Linked DNA regions of Anser cygnoides: region 2 is linked to region 1. The links are chromatin contacts, called in public Hi-C maps. All regions are on one chromosome and are shown on one strand. Each heading gives the region's core, a stretch centred on a gene start, on an enhancer-like site or on the middle of the called end of the contact. The rest is flanking DNA. Distances are from core to core; before and after follow the strand shown. Region 1 overlaps DCAF12 (DDB1 and CUL4 associated factor 12). Region 2 holds the start of NUDT2 (nudix hydrolase 2).

The links. Hi-C and Micro-C count contacts between places; a contact is called where the count stands out from the background.
Region 2: a Hi-C map of liver shows a contact between it and region 1, with 2.7 times the contacts expected there. The contact joins the promoter of NUDT2 here to the enhancer-like site in region 1. A contact is called at or near these places in 2 of 7 Hi-C or Micro-C datasets (both in liver).

Annotation. Positions count from the first base shown.
Region 1 is chrZ:62,415,914-62,421,393 of Taihu_goose_T2T_genome, forward strand. It overlaps DCAF12 (DDB1 and CUL4 associated factor 12), which reads right to left. Exons shown (of 9, transcript XM_048048540.2): 5 at 2,957-3,150; 6 at 1,797-1,862; 7 at 972-1,134. Among named protein-coding and RNA genes, the nearest start is that of DCAF12, 16 kb to the right of the region's middle. Within about 2 kb of position 2,163, at least 2 of the 3 cell types and tissues checked have open chromatin away from gene starts, as enhancers often do. A contact at or near this core is called in liver, where this site is marked.
Region 2 is chrZ:62,503,934-62,509,413 of Taihu_goose_T2T_genome, forward strand. NUDT2 (nudix hydrolase 2) reads left to right here and starts at 2,454. Exons shown (of 3, transcript XM_048048535.2): 1 at 2,454-2,472; 2 at 2,721-2,864. The coding sequence starts at 2,732. It overlaps KIF24 (kinesin family member 24), which reads right to left and starts at 2,097. Exons shown (of 16, transcript XM_066988885.1): 1 at 1,950-2,097; 2 at 1,296-1,367; 3 at 1-21.

The DNA of each region.
Region 1 (5,480 bases), core at 913-3,412:
CACAGAGCCCTGGCTGGCTGTGATTCAGGGCAAAGGCTGGTGCGGACAGCTGTTCAGGGCTGGTGAACCATTATTTCCCACCCTAAAGAAAACTCTCCCATATCTCAAAGAAACAGACCCTGACATTTATCTGGGCAGCACCCCACAAACTCCAGTAAATGCAGACAAGGGCTAGGGAGGTTTTATTTACACAAATCCTCTTTTGATAACTTGCCCAATGAAGAGACTGATGCTCAGAGCTGAGCTAAACAAGGACTGCAACTTTCTAGCCTTGGATTAATGTGTTTTAAGATGGAAAATCTTAACACAATGCTTCCTTCTCATGCTTCAAAATAAAGGACATGGGAAGAAGCATATAGGATCATGCACCCTGACAATGCTTACACTTGGCCCTGGCATAAGGTTCAGTTGAAGAGACTGCAGAAGAAAAAAACAGTACTCATGTCTATAATCATTCTGACTACTATTGTTACTTTCTTTTTTTGAGTGAGCTTTTGTATTTAAACAAATACACACTGAAAGTCAGAAATCTCACTCATCTTCAACGTCAGAGTAAGCATTCACTCACAGCACAGACTCCAAATGTGACAGCAAACAGCAGAAACATGCGTTTTTCTTCCAGTCCCAGAGAAAACTGCAAGACTAGGCAGTATTAGTGGTGGTATGATAACTGGTTTTGCTATGAGATGAAGTACAATAGAGAAATACATTTAAAAAGTTGAAGATGTAGACTTCATAGTGTTCATTACTATTTGGATGGTACACAATGCAGTTGCTCTTAAGAAATCATCTAGTTTCAGTGTTGCTTTTAGCTTCTCTTATGCCAAGACAAGTGGCCTAAAACCAAAACCTACATATACTGTTAATGATTTAACACATCACATGAAAAATCTCTTATTTGTTTAAGAAGCTTATCTTACATTGCTACTTCTGAAAGCAAACAGGTTGAAGCACTCTGTCAAGTTTCTTACCACTGCCTCGTTCTTTGGAACAGACGGATTTAACATTGTGAGACGGCTGCCTCGGATCCAGAAAGGAGACGTGCGCCTGTGATCCTACGGCATACACTGACCACTCCTGACCGTAAGCCAAACACACATTCTCCCTGCAGTATGGCAACTTTGTGGAGAGTAACTGGAAACAGAGGAAAGACAAAAAAAACAAAACACATTACAATAAAAGAGCAACATGTTACAGAATTCTTCTGTTAAAGCTAAGTTCAGTGTAAATTGCAGTGGGGAAAAAAAGCAGCTAAAATAATTCATCACAAAAACAGAACTTAAGGAGAAAACCAACAACCTGACCCACAGAAAAAAAAAAAGCCATGGAAGAGATGGGATGCCTTATCAAACCAAACTGGAATGCTAAAGGCTGAAGTATTATTTGAAGAACAAAGGACATTTTTGGCAAATTGTTTTAGTTTTTTTTTTTTAAGCTGCTGTTACCACTTCGCAGGTGTAACGGCATCAGCTCCCTGAAAAAGCTTACCTCATACACCAGCAGAGATATGCCGAATTTTAATCTGCAATTACACTTCAACAAGTACAGCTTCTTTGATGAACCCTGCTACAAAACTACCCACGCTCTATGCAACAGGACACTCAACTCATGCAGAGCTGGCAGAAAGTTAAGAGTAGTGAGTTTCTCTCCTCAAGTTTTATTTTTAGTACATTTTATACAAAGCTTACGTTTTATAACCTGTTGTTTTCTTCAAGCATTTAAAGGAGATGAAGAAATAGTGAACAGCAATAAATGCTAGGCAATTTTCCAAGTTTAAAGCCAAAAGAGAAAAGCACCTTTGATAGCGTGTGCTCTGCTTTCCAAAGATGAAAATACCCATCTAGGGACACAGCTCCCAGCTCCTGTTAAGATTTAAAAAAAAAAAAAAAAATTAGTTTCTGTATTATAAATGCCCTTATAAACCTCACACTCTACTAGGCAGGCTACACCCTCCAGATTGAGCTCATCTGTAATCCTGTACGTCCTTATCAAGATAGCCTTTCATTTCACATTGATCTTGAGAGAACGCAATATAGCACAAAGGTGCCAGATAGAATAAGAATTAAATAACCAAAAATAACTTTCAAAGTATAGATCTTGTTAGACAAGCAAATAATAACTTATTAGACAGTACAAGCTAGTTAGCAACTAGCAGCTCCCACAGTGATTCTGACCCCAAAGTAACCATTTATTTCCAGGCACTACTCTATAGGAAAAAGCTGTATGAAGTCTTCATTGCAGAGGAGTGATTAACATGGTGAAAAATAAAGCCAACAGGAGCACTGTGTTGCTGAGAGCACGCCTGCTTTGGCTTCAGACCTCCTCTGTTCTGTGAGGACAGAAACAAAAGCAGTGGAGGATGAATTGCTACTCCTACTTGCTACAGTAGCTTTCATCTCTAGTAATAGCGAGAGATCAGCATGGGGGGGAGGTTAATGTTTTCTGTTTGTCAAATGCCAACAAAATAACACCGGAGCAAGCACTGGTGCCTGCCCTGTGTGTCAGTTACCTCGCTTACTGAGCAATCCAGTAACAACTCAGCCATCAAAACAGGAACTACCTGAATGTCAGCTGGTCTTCATTAAGGGTGAAGGAAAGCAACAACCGCACCAAAGAGTGGGATTCAAGATGCAAGGGGTGTTCTGGTACTTTCTCTGTTTCTTGCAAACATTCTCCCTTGCTCCCTCTGGGTGCAAGTCTAAACACCAATCCTACAGTCAAATTGTTCCTTTTCAGAAAAATACATGAATTCCCCGCCTCCAGCTTTTCTGAATTCACTTGAGGGCTGAGGTAGACACAGCAGATGAAGACGACCATTTCATATGAGAAGGACACAAAAGGATCAGGGAAAAATATGTCAGGCTGCCTCTCTCCAATATATTTGATTTAGATTATTTTTTTCTGGTAAGTCTGGACAGTTTTAGGACTTCTCATCTGTCTTGAGTACCTTACTCACCTTGTTTTTATTGTTGAAAGCCAGTGCTCGGACTTTGCAATTGTCAGGATTGGTGTTCTCCTTGGGGATATCCTTCAGAGCCCTGTGTGTTATGTGGGCATAGACAGGAACTTGAGACAGGTTGTGCCTGGCATCGCTTTTAGACAGCACATCCTCTGTGACTTCCCAGAGACCCATCGAGCCATCCCGAGAACCTGGATGAATAGCCCATAACAGCATTTCACATAGACATAATTGACCTTTTTTAAAGAAGGAACTGCAATAAACAATAGAGGCTGGAAACAGGAAAGGATACTATTGCTATTAGTTAAACTGAACACACTGCTGGGCGTCATCAATTAGGATTAACAACATGATCTTTCTCAGCTACAAAGTTAGTAATACTGTGACCTCATTGTCAAGTGTTTTTTTTCCTGTATGGTTTCTAAGCATTGAATCTGTTTTCAAACTGACCATCAAAAAAAAACAATCACCATTAGAGATTCACACATGGAATACACTCAGAGGTGACAGAAAAGCCAACACATTTAGCCCAGCTTACCATGGCTGAGATCAACTGTGTCTGCTAAGCCACTGCAGAAACCTCTGAGAAAATTTTGTTAGGTTTATGCAGATTTTGGGTCATTTGATTTCTGCCAGTATCCCAGCATATACTGCATAGAAAACTGCACAATTTCTTGTTTAAAAAACAAAAGGAACTGAAGCTGAACAAGCAAAAACCCCCATTTTTCTATTGAATTTGGAGATACTGTGAGAAACTAGGTTGTGTTTTTGTAGAGAACTAATTTTCTGTGTTCCAAGGTAGTTGTGTAGTCATAACAAGGAGAAATGCTAAGTAGATAAGTGGACAGTAGAAGGCCTCACTGTTCCAAAATAAGGTAGAAGGTTGAGAAGAACAGGATGAGCCATGTGAGAACGGTAAAACAAGGATCACACGTTCTCAAAATGTAAGACAGGAGAAAAAAAGGAAGAAGGAGAAATTAAAGGGTTGATCAAAAAAATTGTACATATGTGGTATAGAGGAGCGTCGAGTAGCTTGTGAGCCTGTAGTACTCAGCCAATGAGGAAACAGGGGAGGTGATCAGGTGTCGCATAATAGTGAGTAAAAGGTTATGATTTGTTTACTAAAATGTGCTCCTAATTGGCAGGATGCCCACCATTGCAATTGCGAATAAAATAGCTTCAGAGAAGATCCTGTCTGAAGAAAATTATTTGAGATTTTTGTCACAATATTAAGCCAAAATATGAAACAAAAAGAGTAGGCAAAGAAAGCTGAACTACTTTACTTCACTGATCAATGCAGACTTAGCCAAAGCCCCATGCCCATCCCTTCTGGTGTTTAGACAACTCAGTTCCATCTAAGTCAGCTCTTACAGACTTGACATGTACCTCTTTCTTCCCTGCACTACAAAAAACACATCCCTTCTCTCACAGGGAAAGCATAAGATGTATTTAATGTCTTGAAGATGCTAGAGAAGACTAAATATCTACATCAGCCTACGTACAGACTTTGGTACATCATAAAGAAGAAGCCGCAAAGACGCATAAGCAAAACATCTTGTTGAAGTAGTGTTGAATACCAGTGCATCGTGCTGTAGTACTAATGGTGCAGCACAGCAGAGATGGCTTTGCCCCCTCACAGACTGATTCAGTCAATTTGCCACCATCAACCAGCAGACAAATACAAAAGGAGCTTCCTAATGGCACTGCACAGCAGCAGGCAGCATGCGCCATTACATCCTGCTACTCAATTTACATGCTGATGGCTTCTAATGGCACCCAATCTTGTTACGGAGGCTGAATGCTCAGCAGTAGAATTTCTAAACATCTTGACAGACTTTAGGAGGAAGCTGTCCCTTTTAATAGCCCTAACAGGGGGAAAAGACAATGTATGGCATTTAACTGGTTGGCCCTGAAGCCAAGGAGAGTATCATCGGTTACCCTAGGCTCATCCTGGGAATTATTCATCTTAGTTTGGAACTTTTAGCATGGAAATCTTTACCTAGTCAGTACAGCAATTGTTGCATTCTCCCTCAGTCAAGATGTTTCGTTTTATGCTTATTGACTACTGAAATACACTGCTGCCTGTTTTAGAGGCAAACCTTTGCCTAGTTCTTATTGAAGCTAACACAGGCGAGAATAATCAAGCGTATGGCCCACTCTGCACTCTCTCAACATTTTTGACAGCAATGAGAAAATGTACTGCTGAAGCTCTAACCTTGAGCTGTATGAAAGTGCTATTGTCTGTTATGGGAAAAAAATGCCCACCTCTTTCTTCCTGTGGCATTTAACCTGCCCAAAGGAAAGTTAACAAGAGTTGTCCACTTTGATTCTCAACTCAGACAGAAGTAATTACTAATTCCTCAATATCTGCTGTTCAAATGTTTCTGCTTTGTAGTTTCAGTTACAGATTGCAACAACATATGTATGATTAAAACAAATGTCAGAGGTCAGTCGTCTTTTTTTCCCCCAACTAGATCCGTGAAGTTCTCTCTTGCTAATTGCTTTTAAAAAGTTTTCCCTG
Region 2 (5,480 bases), core at 1,204-3,703, 88 kb after region 1:
AGCCAATTTTTACTGACAAACCTACAACAGAGAAAAGGGAGACTTGTTAACTCATGTTACCAGTCATACACTGTTATTTTTTATTCATCTGAACACGAAGCTCTTTTGTATCTGTTATCCAAAGCGAAATCTGATTAAACCCTCCAGAAACAAACGGCTAATTTGCTTTTCCAGGGAACCACATCAAATGCTTTACCTTTAATCATTCTGATCCCACCCCTTGGACACTAAGGCATTCCTGTGAAGAAACAGCCACGGTGTGGTTGCACTTCTATAAGCACAAGCTCCACAGTAAGAGATAATCTCTACTGCAAAACAAGTTCGTAATTTTAGTCTAATGAAGTAGACAGGGAGCTACGAAGCTCCAATTCAAATATTTACAGATCACTGCCGCAGATCCATTCATCAGATCGCAGGATCATGCTACGGAAGCCCCTGAACACATACACAGAGGTAATAAATGTTCTGACATTAGTTGGAACAAATGTTGTAGCAGTCTGTTTTGAAAATATGCGGAAGAAAGCTGAAAAATACCCACAGAAAACCACCTATAGTTTCCGTGTAATAAAAGTAGAAAGAAAGGAACATGTTCATTGTTAACTGACAGCTATTTTATAGTTGGACCAGGATGCAGGCCTTCTCCCAGCACCAACACTTCTTTCTTTGCTCCTAACATACCCGAGTTGCTTACTATAGCTACGATTACAGAATCACAGAATGTTAGGGATTGGAAGGGACCTTGAAAGATCCCCTAGTCCAATCCCCCTGCCAGAGCAGGAACGCCTAAATCACGTCACGCAGGAACGCGTCCAGGAGGGTTTTGAATGTCTTCAGAGAAGGAGACTTCACAGTCCCCCTGGGCAGGCTGTTCTAGTGCTCTGTCACTGTCACCATAAAAAAGTTTTGTCTCGTATTTAAGTGGAACCTCCTGCGTTCCAGCTTGCACCCATTGCCCCTTGCACTATCATTGGATGTCACAGAGAAGAGCCTGGCTCCATGCTCCTGACACTTGCCCTTTACATATTTATAAGCATTAGTAAGGTCACCCCTCAGTCTCCTCTTCTCCAAGCTAATGAGACCCAGCTCCCTCAGCCTTTCCTCGTAAAGGAGATGCTCCGCTCCCTTCATCACCCTCATGATGAAGACTGGAAAACGACAGGTCCGATGTTGTTGCTCCCAATTTTCCATAAGCAGAATGAGAACCGTTATCAGCGTGCATAGAGTGATGGCGGGCACACTGCGTGGCCTGGGCAGGGCTGAGCATGGGGCAGCATGCCTGGCTGGATGGCACTCACCTCCTTGCGAACCCAGCCCTTCTGTCCAAGCGTACAAGGTTCTTCCGCCTTTGGTTCCCTGTTGATCTCCTCCTGACCCAGAAAGCAGAGAAACGTGAAGGTTGTGCAAAGCGGATTAATTTCAGTGATATTTGAAACGGACTTAAAAATGACAACTAAATGAACTGCTTGTTTTCCAACGGAGCACTGAGATGCTAGTTACCATTATCATTCTTCCACACTAAACATAGGCTGGTGAGCTCAGCAGGAGCGGCTCCATCCCGCAGCTGATCCCGACAACTGCTCCCAGCAGCAGCTGCAGGGGAAGGGGAAGCGTCTAATACTCAGCCACACGCCCAGAAAATCACCCGGCAGCTATATCGGGGTGCTGATTATTCGAAAACTGCGCCCCAGCCTCTCTTGCCGTCAGGGTTTAACAGCTGGCTTCTAACATTTATTTTATAATTAGAGCCCAGCGAGCTGCCGCGCCTCGGGGGTTACGCTTCAGGACTCGGAGGGGACGCGTTTAGCCCCGGGGCTCGGTCCCGGATGAACTTTTACCGTTTTCTTCCCAGTTTCGCCCCCAAAAGAAGCCTCCGCGCCTCCCCACGCGTTCAGCTGAGAGAAAACCCGCCCGGAGCCCGCCGGGGCCGTGCTCCCGGTGTCCGTACGTACCCTGCAGCGCCGGGCCGGGCACCGCCACCCCCCCTCCCCCGGCCCCCGGTCCCCTCAGCGGGCGCGGAGGCTCCGGGAGCGGCGCCCAGGCCGCGTCTCCATGGCAACAACGCCTCGCCCGCTTCAAACGGTGGCGCGCGCGGCTCGCTAGGGAGGAACCAATCAGACGGAGGGAGGCGGGGTTAAGGGAATAAGAGAAGGGGGGGAGAAGGCGCTGCGATTGGTTGAGGGGGCTGTCAGCCGCGCGTTGGTCCCGCCTCCTCTTTTCCCGATCCGGGAGCGAAGGTGAGGGCAGGGAGTGGGGCGTGCGCCGCGCTCAGGGGTCCGGGGGGAACCGCGGGGGGCTGCGGGGGGGTTCCGGGGGCGGCGGGGTCCCCAGCCCCAGCCCCAGCCCGGGGGCCCCGTGGGCGGAGCCCCGGCGTTATCTGTGCACGGAGCCCGAGGGCTTCTGCAGCGAAAATCAGAGCGTTAAATGTCCGGCTTTCCTGGTTCTTCATCATATTCTGTCCCTGCGGTGTGCTGTGTAATGTATCAGCTGTAAAGAAACAGCACACAAGTCACATTCCGTGCCTCTTAATGCATGCATACATATATATATATTTAAGGGTTTTTATGTAGGCTCCTCCTTCCCAATTTGAAAAGGAAAGGGCTCCATTGTCGCACCTCACGGGTTGTTATTAAGACAGGGTTTAATTGCACGGTAGCTGCGAAGGGATGGACTTTTATCCCGACCTGCCCGAGCCCCACGTCATTTCTGCTTGCCCCCTGCAGGGAGCGGGGACATGGCGGTCAGAGCCTGTGGCTTGATCATCTACAGGAGGCTGCAGCCAGCGGCGTCCTCCAAGCCCGCTGACGGCATCGAATACCTCCTCCTGCAGACGTCTTACGGGACCCACCACTGGACGCCACCCAAAGGTGATGTTTGTTCCGATATCCCACGGCTGTGCCGCTCGCGTCAGGAGCAGGGGAGATTGCAGCCTGAGGTCTGCTGGGCGCTGCTGAGGTCAGCTCTGGGGGTGGTTATCAGCTGGCAGTAGCAGCTGATAGTGCCTTTTGGGCAGCTGGAAGGGGAGCTGTGTGGCAGAGCTGGTATCGGGTAGTACGCTGTCCCAGCCCCGGTACCGGGAGCAGCACAACGGGGATATTTCAGGTTCGTTGTAGATCTCCCTAAATGCTTTTTCTTATCCTCTGCGATTTCTTTCCGCTAATTTGTATTTCTGATTTTACAAAGTAGTGTTCTTAAAGCATAGCACATGAGCAGTTTGTAAACAGGAGTTTGTAAATTGGAAAAAAAAAAAAAAAAAGCTAGTAACAAAATCAGCTGTGCTCTCCTATCAATGGAAAGAACAGAACTTTCCAAACCTCTCCCTCCCTCCACTTCACCAAAAGCCTAGTGGAGAAGAGTTTGCAGCCTTTGGAAAGCAAAAAACCATGAGCTGGGACATGACTGTTGTGAGAGGAGAGATCCATGCGGAAAGGTTCACTGGAAACACAGTAATTCAGGACAAGCCAGCACAATAGCAAGTGAAATGACTCAGGTATGTGTCTCACACACTCAGATCATATCGTTGAAGGTTTTGTAGATCAGAAACCACAATCTGATGGCAGCCTTTACTAGTAGCTTGGTACAGATCTGAGGACAATAAATGGAGGTGCTATTACATTATATATTCTCTGCAATTTGAGTGGTCTTCAAAGGCAGCCCCAGGCTATGTGGTGCAATAATATAACTTGTATGCGGTGCAGACCTAGATTTAATGTGGGAGGAGCCAGAATGAGAACTTATAATCACCTCTCCAGGAGCACAGAGGAGGCAAGCCCACGCAGAGCTACAGCTATACTTTGATATTTTTAAAGTTCCCTCAGCACCTCCAGCCTTTATGGGATTAAACTGTATTGCTTGGGTCCCCCCTACACAAACTTCATCAGCCTGATCCCTGCTCCTAGAACTGTGACTGCGCAAGTCGAGTCTGATGGGCAGGGGATGCAGGGCTTGTTTACTGGTGCAAATGGCTTTGAGGAGCTGGAACGTGGTGCCAGTGGTCCTTTTTGTTCCTGGTGGGTAGAGTGTATTGCACAAAGTGGAAACTTACTGAGCTTAGACTCGAGGTTAGCAACAGTCAGTGGGGTGAGGTGATTGCCTCTCCCTGTGCCGGTAGGCAGGAGGTAGCATTTGTGTCCTGTGGGTTGAAACTGAACCCTGGTCTCCAGCTTTTTTGCTACCTCAGCTCATTGCATGTTTGGTAACTGGATCATGATTATCATAAAAGGAACTGGTTACTGGCTGTTGGTGGATGTTCTGTGGGCATTTACTGTGGATGCTATAAAAGGAATCCAGCTGTTCGAGGCCGGGTGGATTCTGTTGCTCAAAGTCCCAGCTTTGTATATGTACAAGATGAAAATAAGTTTATCCTCAAAAAGGAGATAGCTTGACTTGCAGTGCTGAGAAAATATTTCTACTTAAAGCCTCAGCGTATTTGATCTCAAATATCTAAGACATCAGATGCTGTTTTCTGCACAGTTTCTTTTTGAAATAGAAGTGTATTTTGCATTTGAGATGATGTCGCGTTGTAAGAGGGTGGTTAAGCTTCTGATACACAAAGAAGTGAGTGAGACCTGTGGGCAGAGCAACATGAGCTCCCCATGTATCCCACTTGGAGTACTAAAGGGTTACTTTGGGTACCTGGGACCTGAGAGAATACTCATTTCTGTGATGAAATTGTGGCTATTTGCAGACACCTAAGTAGAAAACAGAGCGACACCAGTGGCAAAATAAAGCTTAAACACCACTCCCCGCCCCTTTTTTTGAAGCCTCCCAACTCCTGTTAAGTAGCTTTTTTGAGATCTTGCTTGGCTTGTTCTATTTATGGTCTTGTCTGGATCTTTCATGAGAAAACCAAATCTGACATTTCTCAACAAAAGTACAAACAGCTGGGGAAATGTTATATTTATCCTTTGTTTGTAATGGCACCTCTCATTCTAAGCAACATGAAACAAACAGGGTGTCCGAGAAGACCAGCTGTCGACAGGGCTAGCGTTTAGGTGTGCTGTATATCAGGGGGGAATATGTGAGAGAAATTAAAAATACCCATAACTGCCGCATATCTCAGTGTAGGAGAAAATATTGGTGGTCTCTTTCACGTGATAACTGCATCCATATGATTCTGGGGTGGATCATAAGCATCTGATCTACCATTGTGGTGCAACCACCTTTTAACTGTGTGCTTGGAGAAGTTTTTTTTTAATCCCCTGTGTGATTCATTCTGCTTTTCCAGTTGAAGTGATTTCATGATTGACTTCGTGGTGGTTTAGGATGTGCTGGAACAAGCAGGAGTTGCAGGAAGCTACTTTGGTTCTGTTTGGCAACTTTCACAGTTTTGTTTTTTTTAATATAAAAATATGTTGAACTTTTTGTAGTGCTTAAAATCACAGAATGTTAGGGATTGTAAGGGACCTTGAAAGATCATCTAGTCCAATTCTCCTACCGGCTCAGGAACACCTAGATCACGTCACAGCGGAACGCGTCCAGGC